2 separate regions of the Mus musculus genome follow, and region 2 is linked to region 1. The links are chromatin contacts, called in public Hi-C maps. All regions are on one chromosome and are shown on one strand. The core of a region is the stretch at or near the end of the contact, and the rest is flanking DNA. Distances in the headings are between cores, read along the strand shown. Region 1 has its middle 30 kb from the start of Masp1. Region 2 overlaps Gm31430 (a long non-coding RNA gene).

Region 1 (3,837 bases), core at 365-2,864:
TGCCCATGCAGGGGGAGAGGCTCACGCCAAGTCTAGAGACTTGGTTTCCCAGGTTGAAACTGCCACTGAGTCTTTCTTGACAAGTCACATCACCTCTCCATGTCACAGTCTCTTCATCAACAAAGTAGCACAATGGTTCTCTAACCTCTTCAGGTCATAATTCAGTTTATTTTGACAACAGGATAGAGCTTTAAATGGAAGAACATACCTTGCAAGCTAGCAGGTTGCAATGAATGGCCCATAAATTACCGTTGCCGTAGTCTAACGCTGTCTGAAAGTGTCTTGAGTGACACAGTTATAGCAGCTAAGATGTGCTGCATAACAAGTCACGCATCCTTTAATTGGTCACTTATGGCTTTTTCCAAGTCAGCTGGGTGATTCTGTCCAACTCTGAGTAGAACTTGGCCAACCCTGACTTTACATCTATACATGGTCAACTTGCAGGTTTCTGGTAACTCTGGTCAGCTCTCTCCCACACACCCCTGATATCTGTCCAGCAGCCTGGCTCAGCCCTGGTGGCAGAGACCCAAGGGAGACAACGGCCGCTCTGAAAGCTTTTGCTGGGACTGAGTTTGATGATGATCTGGCACAAGCTTGCCAGTCAGACCTGAAGTGTCCCGTGGAGGCCTGGGAAACTATCGTGTTTCCTACACAGTTGCTACTAGGGAATGAGTATAGGAATGAACGCTAAGAAGGCTAGGAAATCAACACACAGCAAACACTTGAACTGGGCAGGAGGGATTCAAGAGGAAAAAGGCTTAGTCATACATTAGCTAGAACTTGTCCCAGACAGCCTGGGCCTGAGTGACCAGGAAGATAAGATCTGGTGACCATATTATGCAGCCAGGTAGGGCACTGGTGTCAGAGATGCTGAGGCAGCAGGATACCAGATGGCTGGAGGAGGTGAAGGACCCAGAGCTCGTACTGTGCTTCTATTGCTCAAACACCCATCTTTCAAATTCAATCCCACATTGCATAGCTGATTTTCCAACTTACTTTCCCCATTTTAGAATTAAGTTCTCTTTCCCAATGTCCTAATTAATCAATTGTGTTAAAGAAAACAAATAATCTGTAGGGTACTTAAAAAGAAACTGAAGGGCTGGTGAGATGGCTCAGTGGTTAAGAGCACTGACTGCTCTTCCGGAGGTCATGAGTTCAGATCCCAGCAACTGCATGGTTGGCTCACAACCATCCTTAATGAGAAACAAATTTAATTAATTAATTAACTAATTAATTAATAACCTATGGGTGGGAGTGAGCGGGGTAGGAGCAAGCAGGGCCGGAGCGAAAGGAAAGGGGGGTGGGAGGAGGGAAAAAAAAGAAACTGAGTAAGACAAAAAAGAAGAGTTATTATTCCCATTTCATACTTGAGGCCAGTCCTGTGCTTAGTAAATGGCAGCCAGAACCAAACAGAGGCTCCTATTTCCAAGGTCATTGCTCCGTCCTTTGGTCTATACTGATTCTGGCTCTGGGTGCAGGGAATCCCTCAGGCATGCATGTATGGAGCAGCAATATGAAACAGAGAGGAGCAGGCACCGTGCCTGGAGCATCCTGGCAGAGGGAGTCATAAGACAGACAGCGTTGCATAGCTGACAAGAAGCTGCACCCTTCCGGTGCAGGCTGGGTACCACTCCATGAGGCAGCTGCTGGCTAAAGATTATGACGCTGCAGCACAGCTTCAAGCTTCAGCATCTTTTCAGGGCTGGCAGCCTCCTAGGAATGCTCGATTAAAATCGGCGACCTCCTGGGTACCACCGAGGCAACGGTGGGACTCTTCACCTCCGCAGCTTCTCCTTAGACAGCGCAGTCTACTCTCGTTACAAACGGGGAAGCTGCCGAGGCGCGTAGCTATCACAGTGTGACTGTCAAATATTAGGTATTTACAGCTGAGAGAAATCATATGTGGCTACACAATGTGTCTCAGGAGCTACTAAAAGAGCATGGTAATACAGAACATTCTGGAAGGGAGAGTCTGTGACATTCACCGGATTGTCAGAGAGGGTTCTCAAACCCAGACTGACAATAGTTTACAATTCCTTTTCCATGTCCTACCCTTGCTCTGAGCCCAGGAAGAGGGGACATTTATTTGTACTAAGCCATGCCGCTTCTTGCCATCCATATCCGTCCTCTAGAACAAGGGGTACGCAAGAGATCCCACTAGGACCAGCTCAGAACATTTCCTTGCCTGTGTCCCGGATATGAAGTCTGAGCCAAAGCCGCTGGGAGTACAGAGACAACCTCTAAACCTTTTGAAAGTGTGGAAGGGGCTGATTTTTAAATTTGCATATTCAAAGACAACTAATGAATAGCTTCATTGCATCCTTCAAAATGAGTATTTTCTCAAAATCTCTGAATTGCCTTCTTTAGAGATTAGGTGCTACACCCGTGGCACTTGGGAACGCATAGACAAGCCCTGCTTTGTGCCGAAGGAAATCCTCTAGTGTCACCTGGTGGCCACAACATGTCACTGCACCCTTCACAACAGATTTGTGCCAGTTCTTTTTTTTTTTTTTTTTTTTTAGGGGATTTAAAAAAATTTTTTTATTAGATATTTTCTTCATTTACATTTCAAATGGTATCCCAAAAGTCCCCTATACCTTCCCCCCACCCTGCTCCCCTACCCACTCACTCCCACTTCTTGCCCCTGGTGTTCCCCTGTACTGGGGTATATAAAGTTTGCAAGACCAAGGGGCCTCTCTTCCCAATGATGGCCGACTAGGCCATCTTCTGCTACATCTGCAGCTGGAGACACGAGCTCTGGGGGTACTGATTAGTTCATATTGTTGTTTCACCTATAGGGTTGCAGACTCCTTCAGCTCTTGGGTATTTTCTCTAGCTCCTCCATTGGGGGCCCTGTGTTCCATCCTATAGATGACTGTGAGCATCCACTTCTGTATTTGCCAGGCACTGGCATAGCCTCACAAGAGACAGCTATATCAGGGTCCCTTCAGCAAAATCTTGCTATCATATGCAATAGTGTCTGCGTTTGGTGGCTAATTATGGGATGGACCCCTTGGTGTGACACTAAGGAAGTGAAAGATCTGTATGACAAGAACTTCAAGTCTCTGAAGAAAGAAATTGAAGATCTCAGAAAATGGAAAGATCTCCCATGCTCACGGATTGGCAGGATTAATATAGTAAAAGAAAATGGCTATCCTGCCTAACACAATCTACAGATTCAATGCAACCCCATCGAAATTCCAACTCAATTCTTCACTGAGTTAGAAAGGGCAATTTGCAATTTGTGCCAGTTCTTAACCCCACTCATTTCTGCTAGCCTGTGTATTGGCACCCAGGGACTTTGTAATCTTTTAAAATGGTGACAGAGACAGGGCCAGGCCTCCTTTCTCACTGCCCAGCTCTGTCCAGTTCTGGGCAGTGCCTCCCTGTGACTCCCCATACTTTACCTTCTCCCTGTGCCAGCAATATCCCATCCAAAGTACAGATGGGACAAGGGCGACTTCTCTGCCGCCACTGGGAATTTCCCTCTAAGCAGCCTCCTTTACTCAAAGTGATCATCTTGACTTTCTAGTCTCCTGAAAGTCCTGCTCACACACTATATTCAGGGCTCACCCTGTGGCGCCCCTGCATATGTGAGAGATCACCTCATCCACGGAACTGTGCAGCCCAGATTGAAGCCAACAGTGTCCCGTCATATCTGTCTGCGCGACCAACTGTCTGACTGTTTTCTGGATCCTGGGGAGAGCAGGCTGTGGTCCTGTGTGCTGAGCTCACACTCAAACCTGAGCCCAGCTAGTACCTCGCTAACCACAGAGCTGAGGGTGTGGCTTACACAGGGGCACCTTAAAAGCTTTGAACTGTAAAGCTCAATATGGC
Region 2 (3,973 bases), core at 1,350-3,849, 280 kb before region 1:
GGCCAAGTCTCATAGCCTCTTGTCTCCAGGGTTGATATTACAGTACAACACTCTGAATCCTGGCTGAGTTTTAAAGCTTCCTTAGTGCAGCTGGGGCTCCAACAGGCGGGGTGGAATATCAGGTAGGAGAAGATGCTTGGAAAGGTATATCAGCCTTGCTGATGTAGCTGATGGCCCATCCTAGGGAGCTTGCCTGTCGTGTCTGAACGATTGCATTCTGGTGACCTTCCTGGATCTGAATTTTTGTCATTCCTTGAATCATCCTCTGCCTCCGTAGTCCTATCTATAAGAAGGGGCTTCTTTACAGCACCTAAAGACTAGGATTCAATAGACATTTTGCAGGGACCCATTCAGTATATAATAGAGCTATCCACGCAAGAAGTGACACTGATTTATCTAAATAAGGATGGTGACAACTTTTGATTGACAGATTGTAGACAGAGTCAGTGTACTCAAAGCTCAAAGAGACTATTTGGGAAGTGGGAACCCCTGCCCCATTTCTCCTGCTTTGTAACCAGACCTCAGCGGTGAGGACACCCTCCTTCCCTGTTTCCTTGTGCCCAGAGAAGGATTGGCTGGGGCTTCCACGCAAGGACATTAATGAGATTACTCAGCCTCTCTGTCCTCATCCCAGATTTGACTCTTTGAAAACATGATAAGAATCACGAACATTTATCAAGCATTCTGTGTGTGGTGCACTGTGATAAATGCCACATGGTATCTTCTCGAGTGTCCTTGACTCTGTGAAGCAGGCAGGGACAGTGAGGTTCAGAGCAATCCATTTCTACTGGTCCTCACTTGGCTGACTCTAAAGTTTAAGCTCTAAAGGCAAGTTAAATATCTGTGAAATTACAAGCTTACCCCACCACAGTAGCACAGCCAGTTTGAGAACAGCTCTCTCCCTCTCCCTCTCCCTCTCCCTCTCCCTCTCCCTCTCCCTCTCCCTCTCCCTCTCCCTCTCCCTCTCCCTCTCCCTCTCCCTCTCCCTCTCCCTCTCCCTCTCCCTCTCCCTCTCCCTCTCCCTCTCCCTCTCCCTCTCCCCCTCTCCCCCTCCCCCTCCCCCTCTCCCCCTCCCCCCTCCCTCTCCCCCTCTCCCTCTCTCCCTCTTCCTCTCTGTCTCCCTCTCCCTCTCCCTCTCCCCCTCCCCCTCCCCCTCTCCCTCCCCCTCTCCCTCTCCCTCTCTTCCCCTTTCTATATCAATGGCAAAAGTTGAGATTTCAGTGTTGGGTTTTCCACCTTTAAAAATCCTTTACAGGGTGTGGGTGTGGACTTAGGTAAGCCATTAACCAAGCCTCTTAGTTCTGTCTTCTGAGTGTCAGGGCAATCAAGTGCTTTTCAGTTTCTCCCAGGGATGCAGGGAAGCTTCAGTCCTACCCATAATGCACTTGAGGCACTGTGCAGAGCAAACTGCATTCAATGCTCTCCACCTCTTTCCTTCAACGTGGTCAACCTTTGGATTGCTTTCCTCCTTCCAGATGACATTTTCATCGTGGAAAAACACAACTCTCAGGTTACCAGTCACCTCAACCCTAAAGATCGTGGCTTGTGCTTGTGCAAAGAAAATCATCTGGTTTTATCTCTAAAAATATCCGAGGAGCTGGCTATCTAGAGGTTGAAAGTGTGTGGCCAAATGTGTGGATGTGACTCTTGGGGAGTTGTGACCCATCTCTGTCAGTGGCAAAGGGAGGACTAGGTTGCAGCCTGGGAAGCTGCCAGGTCTAAGATCCCATCAGCAGCAGCCAGCAGGGAGAGAGAGATTCCCTTTGACAGAGAAGCAAATGATGTGGAAAGTCTTAGTTCTTCCTGGAGCAGAACAGTTACAGTGTTGACTTTAGTCCCTCTAACCATTCAGGTTTGTTGACTTGTCAATTATTTCTTCCTTCCTTTTCTTTGTTTGCTCTGTCATAATGGACTGATTAGACGTGAGGGTTGTCAACAAATACACAGGGTGCTGTGCCTGCCTAGAGGGAAGGTGAGGCAGCATGCCAAGAGAGGCTTAATGCAGGGGTGTGGGCCAAGGCTCTTAGAGTTCATTTCATGTGGGCGTTTCTTCTGGAGCAGTATGAGCCCTTCTTGTCATTTCTGATACCAGTCTCTGGAGGGCAGAGTAAGGCAGCATGAGGCAATTGGGGACTACTTCTCTCAGTCACATGGCCAGGCCATTTGTCATCATTATGCCTCAAACATTTCATCTACAAAATAGGAAAAGAGATGTTGCAAATTGGAGCAAGGCTACTGAAATGTTTCCCAAAGGGTCCTCCATACATGGATACCATTAACTGAGCAACTGCTACATTCCAGACACTGTGGTATGTTGCAGGAACCTAGCAATGAAAATAATAAGGATTCAGGTCACCGGGCTCTTTACAGTCTTACATGTACAGTGCATAGCAATAGAAGGGGTTCTCCAGAGGTGCCTATGTCATGCAGAAGTGGACGGTGCTAACATTCTTCCTTATGGCCTCTAGGAAAGATGACATTTGAACACAGACCTGAAGGGAGTGAGACAGGTCTGGGAGCTTTCCAAAGGAAGGGAGTTCCTAAATGCAGCCAACAAGAGCTGCTCTGGAGGCTGTGCACAAAGAAGCTTGATGGGGGAGGGGCTGTCTACACACATGGCTTTTGTCATACGATCCTTGACTCCAGTAACCCAGCACTTCAGAAAGGCATAAGTTGCCTTTCTGTGTTGTCATCTCTCTAGTGTCTATCCTACATGAACCATTTCCAAGGTCATGTGTGGAAGGACAGGATGTGTTTTTTAAAAAGGCCAAATTGGTATTGTAGTCTCTGAGCCCCCATTTAAAAAAAGAAACCAAAACAGAGCTTCTGTCAAATTGCCAAGTGTCTTTTTATTTTTTTCTTCAGAACATCCTGAGTGTATCCTCCACCATGACAGGATGTTCTTTCTTCCTTTGCTTTTCTTTTGGTTGTACCGGGCTGGCAGCACTGCGTCCCTAGTGTAAAATGTACGCTTTCACTGACATTTCAGAAATGGCTCTGGGTGCTTTAGATGAACAGCTCTCTAGATGTGCACGAAGCTTCAATTATTCTGCCTAAGAAAATAACTTTTCAGAAATGCTTTTCAGCAGTGGGAGGCCTCGGCTAAGACAGGTGGAAGAGTTAATGAGCAGAATTGATAATGACAGGTCGGAAAATTGATTGTCAGTCAAGACATGACAGGCAAGTCAGCAGGGAGATGGAAGATAGAGCTGTTACAGATGGACTGCAGTATGGAGAAGTGCCGTAGCTACCAGCGTAAATTGATACCTACCTGAGGCTGAGGGATGGAGCTCAGAGGCACATTGTCTTAGTCACTATTCTATTGCTGTGAAGAGACACCATGACCAAGGCAACTCTTATAAAAGAAAGCATTAAACAGAGACTCGCTTACACTTTCACAGGTTTAGTTCATTATCATTATGGCAGGGAGCATGGTAACATGCATGGCTCTGCAGAAGTAACCGAGAGCTACATCCTCATCCACAGAGAAAGAGAGAGAGAGAGAGAGAGAGAGAGAGAGAGAGAGAGAGAGAGAGAGAGAGAGAGAGAGAGAGAGAGAGAGAGAGAGAGGAGAGAGAGAAGAGACAGAGAGAGAGAGAGAGAGAGAAGAGGAGAGAGAGAGACTATAGGGCCATTCTTATTCAAACTATCACACACCATAATGTAGGATTTAAAAGGCCGAGGGAGGGATTTACAATTTCATTGCTTCTAAGTTACCTTTTGTTTTTCAACTTCAAAGGGATGGTAGTGTCAGCAAGGTTTCACTGAACCTCCATCACCTGCTTAGCTCAGGATGGTGCTGGGAATTTCTATCTTTGACATGGCTGGTAACAAATATCTAGTTTTGGCGTCTCAGTATTGCTGCGTTTAAAAAGAATTTATGGCTGAAGGGTCCTACGGAAACATAGTCTATGCCATGGGAGAGAGGTGCCTCTGTTTACTTTAACTCCTACAAGGACTGGGTGGATTAGAA

Evidence for each region. A called contact is a pair of places that touch in the nucleus more often than the background predicts.
Region 2: a Hi-C map of the N1E-115 cell line shows a contact between it and region 1, with 26 times the contacts expected there. The contact joins two enhancer-like sites. A contact is called at or near these places in 1 of 39 promoter capture datasets (the HPC-7 cell line) and 10 of 484 Hi-C or Micro-C datasets (the HPC-7 cell line, the N1E-115 cell line, brown adipocytes and 7 more).

Annotation. Positions count from the first base shown.
Region 1 is chr16:23,549,133-23,552,969 of GRCm38.p6, reverse strand. It overlaps a transcript of Rtp4 not described here. Among named protein-coding and RNA genes, the nearest start is that of Masp1, 30 kb to the right of the region's middle. Within about 2 kb of position 1,614, at least 16 of the 459 cell types and tissues checked have an H3K27ac peak or open chromatin away from gene starts, as enhancers often do. A contact at or near this core is called in the N1E-115 cell line, where this site is marked.
Region 2 is chr16:23,831,842-23,835,814 of GRCm38.p6, reverse strand. All of the region lies in intron 1 of Gm31430 (a long non-coding RNA gene), which reads left to right. Among named protein-coding and RNA genes, the nearest start is that of Gm31430, 13 kb to the left of the region's middle. Within about 2 kb of position 2,599, at least 5 of the 459 cell types and tissues checked have an H3K27ac peak or open chromatin away from gene starts, as enhancers often do. A contact at or near this core is called in the N1E-115 cell line, where this site is marked.